2 separate regions of the Mus musculus genome follow, and region 2 is linked to region 1. The links are chromatin contacts, called in public HiChIP or PLAC-seq maps. All regions are on one chromosome and are shown on one strand. The core of a region is the stretch at or near the end of the contact, and the rest is flanking DNA. Distances in the headings are between cores, read along the strand shown.

What was found. HiChIP or PLAC-seq counts read pairs in DNA pulled down with a chosen protein or histone mark.
Region 2: an H3K27ac HiChIP or PLAC-seq map of embryonic stem cells shows a contact between it and region 1, with 6 read pairs. The contact joins the enhancer-like site here to the promoter of G370120E05Rik in region 1. A contact is called at or near these places in 1 of 39 promoter capture datasets (macrophages), 1 of 484 Hi-C or Micro-C datasets (embryonic stem cells), 5 of 115 datasets of contacts at active chromatin or transcription factors (the HPC-7 cell line, embryonic stem cells, intestinal crypt epithelium and 1 more) and 2 of 9 other capture datasets (adipose tissue and pancreatic islet).

What each region holds. Positions count from the first base shown.
Region 1 is chr1:180,826,537-180,832,121 of GRCm38.p6, reverse strand. G370120E05Rik (a long non-coding RNA gene) reads right to left here and starts at 2,599. Exons shown (of 3, transcript XR_003948795.1): 1 at 2,498-2,599; 2 at 1,717-2,169.
Region 2 is chr1:180,887,271-180,892,855 of GRCm38.p6, reverse strand. No RefSeq gene overlaps it. Among named protein-coding and RNA genes, the nearest start is that of Lefty2, 3.0 kb to the left of the region's middle. Within about 2 kb of position 2,900, at least 26 of the 459 cell types and tissues checked have an H3K27ac peak or open chromatin away from gene starts, as enhancers often do. A contact at or near this core is called in embryonic stem cells, where this site is marked.

The sequences.
Region 1 (5,585 bases), core at 1,350-3,849:
GATATGGATAGGTTATATTCAAATATCACATTATTTTGCATAAGGGGATTGACCATCTCTAGCTGTATTCTGTATCCCAAGGGAGCCTACAACAAATCCCTTATGGATATCGAAGGATGAGTAGGCATGTCTGTATATCTGTCTGTCTGTCTGTATGTATGTATGTATGCCTGCAAGCACACATGTATATTCTTATTTGACTTGTCATGTGTGAAGTGATAGAAACTTTGATGTGTATAATGAATTCCATTGGTTATGCACACGTTTGTGTATAATCTACTCTTACAATAATCGTTTTTGTTGGAAGACATAACAAAATGGAAAGTGACATTAGGGCCACCTAAAACATCCTGCCTCTCCACGTGTGATACAAAGACTGTGGGTTTTAATTATTCCCCCCAACACACACCCTTAGTCAGGTCTCTTTTTTTCTTTTGCTCTCATCTCCTCTTTTCCATTTCCGCCCTGCTCTCAAACATGTCGATTTATGGTATTTTATTTAGGCGGAGGAACTGTAAATAGTAGATTACACTGAAGATAAGAACAACTCCAAAAATAGTTGTCTGCCTCTCTGGTTTTTGTCCTCCCAGTAACAAAGCACCCGGCCTTTAATTATAGCTTGAGAGACAGTGTGTTGAAATATTTATTCTCTGAGTAATGACTGGATTTTCATTTCCTAATTGGCACCTGTGCGTTTAGTACCTTTGCCAATACCCAAATCTGACAATGAGAAGATGGGGCTCTATGCAGAGCACGGCTGATACCTGCCTCCTTAGCTCCAGAGGTGCAAGGTTACAACTTGGTTACTGAAAGACAAATGCGATATTTGTGTGTGACCACCAAGTCATGTGTGATGTGCAGCACATGGGGACACATAATTGCACCCCTAAAGAAGCCCTTGGTCTTGGGAACATGGCTTACACCATGAAATGGAATGCCAGGTCCCTGGGAGCAGTTCCCAGGAGATAACGCTCCACCCACACCGGGTGACTTATGTGAGGCCAGCTTGCAAGGACTGAGAGAGTTAGATGGAGAGATTGCCAGCCTGAACTCCGTCTGGGAAGATGTATTTGTGTTCCTAAGTGGGGAATCCACAGAAGCAACATTTAAGATACACACACACACACACACACACACACACACACACACACACACCCCGCACCCAGGTCATTAGCTTCGTGTTGTTTGAAACAAGACACCTCATTTCATCTGCGGCACACCTCTTTCGGGAATCCAGGAAACACACTGCATGTGAGGCTCTGTAAGTACGTTCCCTAGATAATGCTCATTCTCTTTGGTCCCTTTGGTAGTGTTTATCCAGCCTGAAGTTGAAAATGGAATAAGAGGCGGGTTCACAGAGCCCAGCCATTGTGCAAGAAGCCATATATCTGCGACGCTGCTGACAGGCTCTGTAGGTGACTGGACAGAATCACTCCCTCGGATTTGGAGAGGGAGAAGAGCCAACGTGGAAAACAGGCTCTCTCTACATCTAACAGCAGTACCTTGGGGCTTGGACAGGAATTCAGGATGCAATCAACCACGTTAGAAGCATTGTGTCTCCACATTCACCCAGAGACCATGGCATCCATCCACAGTCCTCTGAAGGGGAAACCTTACTCCTTTTAACGCATGGAAAAACAGCGCACGCACGGGTCTAAGATTGGAGCCCTTCGAGGTGATAGTAACTAAAGCAGGCCACACCCCAAAACTGCTTACCAAAGCCAGCTCTCCTGGGCAGGGCTCATCAGCCCCGGAGGACTGCGGGGGCTGAGGACTGTGTTGACTAGCGTGGCTGCCCATCTTAGTCATTCCCAGGCAGGCACATGCTAGAGCCGGAACCCGTACCATATCCAATTCAGATGCAACCAGGCCCTCACACACCACTGCGCTTTTCCCCTACAGCTCTGGGCAGTTGGAAAGGGCTTTCCATGCTCCCTTAGGACCAGTCGTGTATCTGGATGCAACTCCTGTGAGATTTCTCCAGCCATGTTCTCTAACAACCGAGAGCGCAAGGACATAGGGAAGGCTTCATCATCTCCACGCCATTGTACCTTCAGTGACCTTCAGTGACGACAGCTATGAGGCATTCTAGCCTCTTCACCCAAAGCTTCTCCTTGCCTTGTGACAATTCTGGGCGTGGCTCTACGAGACCAGAAGTGTGGGCTGGACCTGCAGGCAGGAAACGTGTAGGAAGTAGACTATAAGTAGAACTAACACAGCCATTGGTCTCCAGGACCAGTTCCGTGCTGGAGGCTGAGGTCCCTGCACACCTGCCCTTTACCTCAAGCGCTGGGTGGGCTGTTCCCGGTGCATTATGGGCTTTTAATAGTACCTAGTCCCCATCTCTGGCCGATCTTTTCTGGTACTTGAAGGGACAATGGAAAAGACAAGCTGTTTTCTCTACAGTGAGATAAAATGAAATCCCCTTTGTATCCCACCCCTTAGGAATAAGATATTTTTGCTTGGATGAAATCAACATATCTTACAAACTACTGACCAGTGTCTTGGGGAACTGTTGGAGTAGAAACACCACCTTCAGAGTAGGAAGACGGCTCTTACTCACTCCACTGGGAGCCTGGGCCTGACAAGCATTGTGGCATCTGCCAACTCAAGAATGAGAAAGCATAGCGGGGCGTGGTGGCACATGCCTTTAATCCCAGCACTCGGGAGGCAGAGGCAGGCGGATTTCTAAATTCGAGGCCAGCCTGGTCTACAAAGTGAGTTCCAGGACAGCCTGAGCTATACAGAGAAACCCTGTCTGGAAAAAAAAACAAAAAACAAAAAATAAACAAACAAACAAAAACAAAACAAAAGAATGAGAAAGGGTTGTGTTCTCATTTTTCGGGTGCTGTAATAAAACAATCTTTCTGACAAAAAGAAACATGGGAGGGAAGGAAAGAGTTCATTTGGCTTCCATTTCTAGGTCACAATCCATCATTAAGGTAAGCCAGGGCAGGAACTCAAGGTAAAAGTCACAGAGGAGTGCAGCTCACTGGCCCATGTGTGGCTGAGCTAGCTTGCTGATATAGCAGGCCCACGTGCCTAAGGATGGCGATGTTCACAATAGGCTGGGCCCTCCTCCACCCATCAATCATGAAGCTCTCTCATAGACAGGGGCCACAAGCCAATTTGATCTGGGCAATCCCTCAACTGAGACAATCTTTTTTTTTTTTTTTTTTTAAGACAGGGCTTTTCTGTTTAGCCCTAGTTGTCCTGGAACTCACTCTGTAGACCAGGCTGGCCTCGAACTCAAAAATCCACCTGCCTCTGCTTCCCAAGTGCCGGGATTAAAGGCGTGCGACACCACTGCCCCGCCAACTGAGACAATCTTAAATGATGCTATGTTGTGCCACCCTGACCGTCGGAGCTAACTAGGCCACTCGGGTTCTGTCCTTGCATGGTGCTTACAGTCAAGCAGAGAGAAATATCAACTACCCACAAGTGAGTGTTCAATGATAATTTGTGGTGCAAAGTCAGTTTATAAAATTTAAAAATGACAGGAACACAACAATTAGGTCTTTTTATTTTGTTTTGGTTTTCTACTGGTGCTAGGCCAGGGGTTGGTACATGCTAGACCCATGCCATCCCAATGAACTACAGGCATAGCCCTACAACCAGGCCAGCCTGGGCATCTTACTGAGACCCCGCCTCAGGAAATTTACAAAACATAATAAGGCCTCAGTGTTGAGCGCTCATCCCCATCACCTCCCCCATAACTCTTTCCACACCACCTAGAATGCCTCCACATTCACCCTCCTTCAAACCAGCTTTTGATTTTGTTTTGTTTTGAGACAGAGCAGGCCTGACTGGCCTGGAATCATGGAGCCCAGGCTGCCCAGGAACTCAGAGAAGTCTACCTGCTTCTGCCTTGGGAGCACTGAGATTAGAGCTGGCTCTTACTATTTTTTTAAGGAGGTGATCGTCGGGAGATGAGGAGTGGGAAGAGGGGAGTAGACAGGGTGCAGGAGCCGCATGAAGCCAGCTGTGTTGCTCCTGCAGTTGGGCCTGATGTCCCTTGGGGTCTCTGAGGGACAGCACAGAACAGGTTTCTGAGTTTTCCCACCCAGGAGGAGGAAGTTAAGAAGCCCCCAATTCCCACCCATCATGAGCCAAAGCCTACTACTAATAGGGCATTGGTTCCCCCAGCACATCTATCATGGGGTAGGGCATTGGTTCCCCAGCACATCTATCATGGGGAGAACCACCAATACTTGCAAAAGGACAGCTACTGGAATGTACTGGAATGCTATGGATCCTACAGGAATGTTTGAGTTCTTTGAAGGGCCCAGAGTCTATGTGGTTTCCAAAGTCCCTACCCATTTGTCGTCAAACCTCCCATTGAGTGTGACTAGGCCTGGTGACTGCCTCTAACCAACAGGATCTCACTCTACAGCCCACCCTGTCCTTGAACCCCCACAGGCATCTTTTCTCCACCTCCCAAGTGCCAGGATTATAAGCATAAGCCGCCAAGCCTGGTTTAACAGTCCATCTAGTTAGCTCTTTGTCACTTATATAAGGGCCTCTGCAAAAGTTGAGGAGCAAAGAACTGTGGGTGTCTTTATAGAGTTAAAAGCAGTGTTTGTCCAACAGTTAGCAAGAATCCAGGTCTAACTGGATTCAGCCTACAGCTGAGTCTGGAAGCAGAGCCCTTCCTAGGCAGGCGTGGAGGTGAAGTGAACTCTGGCTAGCAGTGGTCAGCTCTCTGCCCTGGCTACATCTCTGACTCAGTGGCTGAGGTGTGAAGTAGCACTGCTTTAAACCACCAGGTCTGGGAAATTTGTTACATAGCATAGAAAAGAAGCACACGCGTCCTCTTGTCCTCTGCACTTCCAACCTGAGCAAGGCGCCCTCAGCATCAGCCTATCCTCCTTACCTTTTCTTATTACGAAGGTGTGATGGCTAATCCTGATTGTCAACTTGATTGGATTTAAAACGCCTAGGCAATTAGTAAGGCACACACAGGGTGTGTTGGTAAGGTCATTCCCAGAGACAGATCCTGAGGGCTCCAACCCGATAAATGGATTCTTCCCTCAGTGGCTTGATCATAAGATAGTATGAGGAAGTGGTGAGAAGCCATGACCTGCATGGCTAAGGGATGGACCTAACTGGAGTGGCAGGGAATGAGAAACATATACACAGAAAACCTGGGATCGGGTGGGCTGAACGCTCTAACTGAGATGCAGCACACTTATCTTATACGTCTGAGCAAGGAGTCAGGTTTAGTTTACAGCTGAACAAGGAGGTGGATTCGCTAATCTCAGTAGGAGTTCTCTATAGGGGAGCAGTCTTAAGTTATGAACACCCCAAAAGAGGAAGCTGTGGTTGGTAGTTTCTGCATACACTGGTTTTAGCTAAAGGTCAATTGTTTGTAACATCTATACTTGGACCAGAGATAGGCATTGCAGTTCCCCAACACAGCCCTGGGGAAGGTGTTGCCATTTCCATGGGTCCAAGGCCCTGGGGTCCCTGACATGGTTGAGCTCATGCCAACATGCACGCCAGCCTTCCTGAGCTTCTTGCACACACCCAGGGCTCCTTCCACTGAAGGTGAGAGGTAGGCTTAGCTGGAGGGAGGATGTAGCCAT
Region 2 (5,585 bases), core at 1,651-4,150, 60 kb before region 1:
CCGTCTGTTTTGTGGGATAGAGAATTCCTCGGGGCAAAAAACAGAGAGACTCTTTCACCAGTTGTTGAAGTACTATATTACCTGCATAGCCATGGCTGGGCTGAATTCTTCAGAAACGACTCTAGGTCAGGCGGACCCCAAACTTGTGATAATCCTCCTCCCATCATCCTCTGCATGCTAGAACTACAGCTGTGTATCACTATGCCAGACCTGTTTAAGACTCTGGAAGATTCTCCATGGGCCAGTGGAGGTCTAGATTTGTCCGTGGAGGAACAAAGAGGGGCAGAGTCCTGTATTCCAGCTGTCTCTGGTCAATTCCACAGATACCCCGGAGTCAAAGGAACCGTATACATCCTTCAGTACCCCCACGGGTCTGTCCAGGTTCGTCACGGTCCTCATCACACCCCACCCCTCCCATGCCAGAGGAAGACAGATGCCGCTAACTAGAGATTTTGCTAGCATAGTCTCAGGAAACATGAAGACTGCGCATGTCTCTCTGCTCTCAGAGTGCCACAGAATGTGCCTCTTCAGACAGCAACTCCTTCTGGGAGGGCTCGCCCACTAGGCTCATACCACAAGCGCTCAGGCTTGTGTCTTGCTCATACCACAGACTTAGAGACAGAAACCATCCAGAGGCCAAATCTGCCTGGAAACATGTCCAGTCCACAGCTGCAGGCACCTGACTGGCCCTACTTCTTCTAGCTCCCAGTTTACAACAGCTGGGTCTTGATACTTGGTAAATTTTATAAATTCTCAATGCCTTGTGTTTTTATTATCTAAAGGAGCAGTTGACAATGACAGAAGACCCTGTCTCAAAACAAATACATAACATATGCGCATGCAAGATACATCCTCAGCAGACATCCATCGTATGAGTGATCATGTGTGCCAGGCCCCATCCCAAGCTGGGAGTAGGGTTCCACACAGCCCTTACGAGGCAGGTTTTAGCTGCAAGTGCATCTTTCAGATGCTGGTCAGCTCACTACAGGACAAAGTCACCTGTCCTGTCACAGTATGCAGTTAGAGGAGACCTTGCGATACAGATATTTGCATCTGCCCCCTAAGGCCTCTCTGGCTCAGAGGTCTAAGTGTGTGCAGAAGGAAACCTTTCCTGTAGCCAATGAGAGGTGAACAATGGCCACAGAGGAGCTTAAGGGCCAAAGGGCCTGGTGGACAGGGATCACCTCTCTGCCTTCCCAGGAGGACACTGGCCCCTGGGTGTGTATGCGCTGTGTTCTACCTTTCTCAAACAACCCTGAGAGCAGAGAAAACCCTCTCAGGTTCAAGGGCTCTGGGTAACAGCCCAAACACACACACACACACACACACACACACACACACACACACACACGAGTGCATGCACGAGCACACATATGTACACATTCTCACGTACATATTAATATATGTAGAAGATTTATAGTAGTAAGTGGGTGGGCTCAGAACTTAGAAGAGGAACATAACTGCCGGGCAGGGTGGCGCACGCCTTTAATCCCAGCACTCGAGGGGCAGAGGCAGAATTTCTGAGTTCGAGGCCAGCCTGGTCTACAGAGTGAGTTCCAGGACAGCCAGGGCTATACAGAGAAACCCTGTCTCAAAAAAAAACCCAAAAAAAAAAAAAAAGAGAGGAGCAGAAATAACTCTGATAAGGCTAAGGGTCTAAGTCTCTAGTACAGCATTTGCAAGTCCTTGGTTTTGATCTCTACCACGTCAAAGAAAAGAAAAAAAAATCTGTCCCTAATCATAATAAATCATGCATGCAAGATGTGTGTGTGGTTTTGGGGTGTGTGTGTGTGTGTGTGTGTGTGTGTGTGTGTGTGTGTTGGCTTTGTTTTGTTTTGTGACAAGGTCTCATTATGTAGCCCAGGCTAGCCTTGAACTCAAAGTCCTCCTACCTCAGCCTCCCTGGTGCAGAGATTCTAGGCATGTACTACCATGCCTGGCATTGTTAACTCTTTATCCCTGGGGTAGACAGGGAGGTTTGCATTATTATTTCCACTTAATAGATGAAGACACCGAGGCGTAAAACTGTTACATGACCTGTCTAAGGGCAGATATTGACTGCCAAAGTTAGGGCTATTTGGATATATATGACAGAGAGTTTGGAGGGGTCACAGGATAGGCAGGCTGAAGTAAGAGGAAATATAGAAATCCAGGCAGCTGGCCCCAGAGAGGGAAGTCCCAGGGTCACAGACCTGCTTCTCAGTCATTTTTCTCTTATCTCCCACCTCTGTTTCCAAGGAAACTAGGTAATGCCCCAGAAGGACTTCAAATGTCTCATCTGGGGCTGGGGGTAGCTCAGTGTCTGGACGCTCACCTAGCATTCGAAAGGTCCTGAGTTCCATCCCCCAGCACAGAAAAACAGAAAAACAAAATCTAATCCCATCCTGGAGCTCACATCTCCTAATGAGGAGCCCCTGAAATATAAGACCCCCACTCTGTATCCGGCTTTCTTCAAAAGGAACACCGCCGCTGCCTTCCTTTGCAAGTGATTAACAGGGAAGGGACTTTATAGGATGCTAACATTTGGGGCTTTAGTCAAGCCAAACGGCACAGAGGTGTCACATTTACAGGCCACCAGAACGTGAGGTCCTTCGTCCCTGGAAGCTCTTCTGGGCTGGTGTGCCTTAAATATGCAAGAGTTCACCACCCTTGCAATGGGCGAAAGGAAACCCTGTGGCTTATCATCGTAGCTGGCTTCGTGTCAAAATGTAACACCCAAGGCCCTGCTGTGTTCAGTAAGACCTTCTGTGCCAGAGCCAAAGGACAGGCATCTGGGGCAGATGCTTTCTGACTTGCAGATGTACACAGGGGATCTCTACCGCCACCTCAAGGACACCTTGGGTCTGAGGCCTTCTGGGGCACCCAGAGTGATCAGCAATAGAATAGCTAAGCCTAGGAAGTTCAGAATTGGGCCCTGGGTAGAAGAGGAACTGCATAGTCATTATTTGGCCTCGCTAAGGACCTGGGATAGGGAATCTCAGCTTTCTGAATCCGTCCTCTGCTTTGCAGAGAGTGTTTTTCTCTGTGTGTCTACTGCATATGTGTGTTTCCTCGCCCCCAATAAAAACACCTTGTTTTTTAAAAATATATCTTTATATTTACTTATTTTATGTATGTGAGTACATTGTGGTTCTCCTCGGACGCACCAGAAGAGGGCACACACCAGAGGACGGCATCGGATCCTATTACAGATGGTTGTGAGCCACCACATGGCTGCTGGGAATTGAGCTCAGGACCTCTGGAACAAGAGCCAGTGATCATAACCGCTGAGCCATCTCTCTAGCCTATAAAAACACCTTTTTTTTTTTTTAAGTTAAAAAGAAAAAACCTGGAATACCTGGGAGTCGCTTTAGGGACTCAGAATCCCTGGGCCCTGAGGCTGAATTGGCGAACCCTTCCCCAGAGCACTCCTGGGGTGACCTCTAGGGGCGTGCATAGGTGATCCACACTGAGAAACTAAGCCCCCTTCCCAATTTAGGGAACGCCCCATCATCATCGCCTGGTGATGTTCAGTATCAATGAAGGACTGGTCTAGACAAACCATCCTCTTTCCCTGCTAGTGTGTAGAACCAGACATCTCAGAGCAGAAACTAACTATCCAGACAGTGTAGATGGTACAGAGAAAACAGTCTCGGAGGGGCTGCAGCATTCCAGGGTCACACGGGACTGATACACAGACACTCAAAGGTCATAGCTCTTCCCACACCTCAAACTCTGTCTGCTGCTGGCTTTACTGCCAGATGCCATCCATCAGCAGCAGGCAGCTTGGGAACCCAGACGACTCGGGGTCCAATGGGGGCAGGGCAGTGTAAAACGCAGACAGAAAAACAGAGGGTCAATCTCCCAGAGTCGATCTTCCCAAGACTCCTGGATGTGGATTCCCAGGAGCCCTCGGAGTTCTGTTGGGGAAATACAGTGATTGGGCAATTAGCCACGGCCCAAAGAAGGAAGCAGATGTGGATTAGGAAACTTTTACAGTGGGCAGATTGCCCAAGTAGGGGGAGGGTGGGGCTACTTTTGTGATGCAAAAGCTAGGCCTCTCCCTCATATTGTGGATCTGAGTGGGACGGGGTGTCTGAGGTGGAGCCCGGCCCGGCCTGAAAGCCGGAAAGCACCTCCGGTCCTAGAAAGCTGTGTAAATCAGACCTCTCCCCCAAGGGCTTCTAAGGCGGGGACAGGGCAGACTTCTTTGAGGTTGCAGAGGTGCCCCCTCCTCCACCACAGCCCCGCCCTTCGGAGCTTCTATGCTGCGAATGTTCTGAGTGGTCACAGAAGTGCTGTGGCAAAATACAAACACTTGAGGCCACCACCTGATGTGTGTTCCTTAGGGCCGGTGCACAAGCACCGAACGAACTCCCCACAACCCTGTTCGCTCCATCCTCTGGGGCCCATAGTCCAGGGCGAGTCATTCCACACAGTGGGGCATCACAGAGCCTCCATGCAAAACACCTCCGTGCTTCAGGGTTGGCCCTGTGCCTTCCCTTTCCACGGCCTACTGTTCTGTCACTCTCTACCAGGCCAGTGTGCTCCAGAAGTTGATATTTGAGTCACCTGTGAGACCTGTGGCCTCCTGAACCCTGGCTGCCTAGATTTCACTAGAGACAGGGTCCAGACATCAGAAGGTAAAGATTCTTCTGTTGGAGACATAGGGCAGAGGGGACAGGGGTGTGTCAGAGCAGTCAGTCCAGTGAGACAAATGTCTAAATCAGATTAGAGGATTATTCCATTCATAGACAACCCAGCCCTTCCAGAGGATGGTACCTCCGCTTCCTGACTACCTCTGACGCAAAGAAAGAAAAGGATGGGGGAGGGGAAAGAGAGGGTACCACACATAGGACAACAACCTTGACCTGAGATCTGTTTTGGGTTTTCTCTGTCCTGTCTAGAAATTTTAGAGTAGGGACAGACAGTAGCTCTTTTACTTTCTTACTACTCTGTTATACGCAAGAGAAAAAAAATGTATAATACTCAATGCTCCGAAGCTAATGAGAGACCTATTGAGTTGGAATTATCTAGGGATTGGAATACAGTTCAACAGGAGAGTGCTTGCCTACATATGCAAAGCTCTGAGTTCAATCCCTAGCAAAGACAGACAGAGAGAGAAAGGGAGAAGAGAATAAAAATTAAGGGCTGGCAGGATGGTTCGCCATGCGAAGATGCTTGCCACCAAGCCAAACAGTCCAAGTTCAATCCCCAGAATGGTAGAGAGAACTGACTCCTGTAACTTGTCCCCTGATCTCTGCAGGAGTGTCATGACTTGTGTGTGCATGCACTCAACAAATGAATTAGGAAGAGAGAAACAGAGACAGAGACAGAGAGGCTCAGAACCCTAGGAGCCACTGTTGAGCTGGGTCAGCAGAGTCTCTTCCATAGGACCCCAGTTTGGTTCCCAGGCTCCGCATCAGGTGGTTCAAAACCTCCCATAAATCCAACTCCAGGGAATTCAACAGCCTCTCCTGGCCGTCCTGGGCACCCGCGCACACGTGGTAGACAGCCACGCAGATACGCTTAAATTAAAAGTAAATTTAAAAGAATACAGAAATCACATTGGAAATTTTCCTGGGATGTAACTCAGCTGGCCTAGC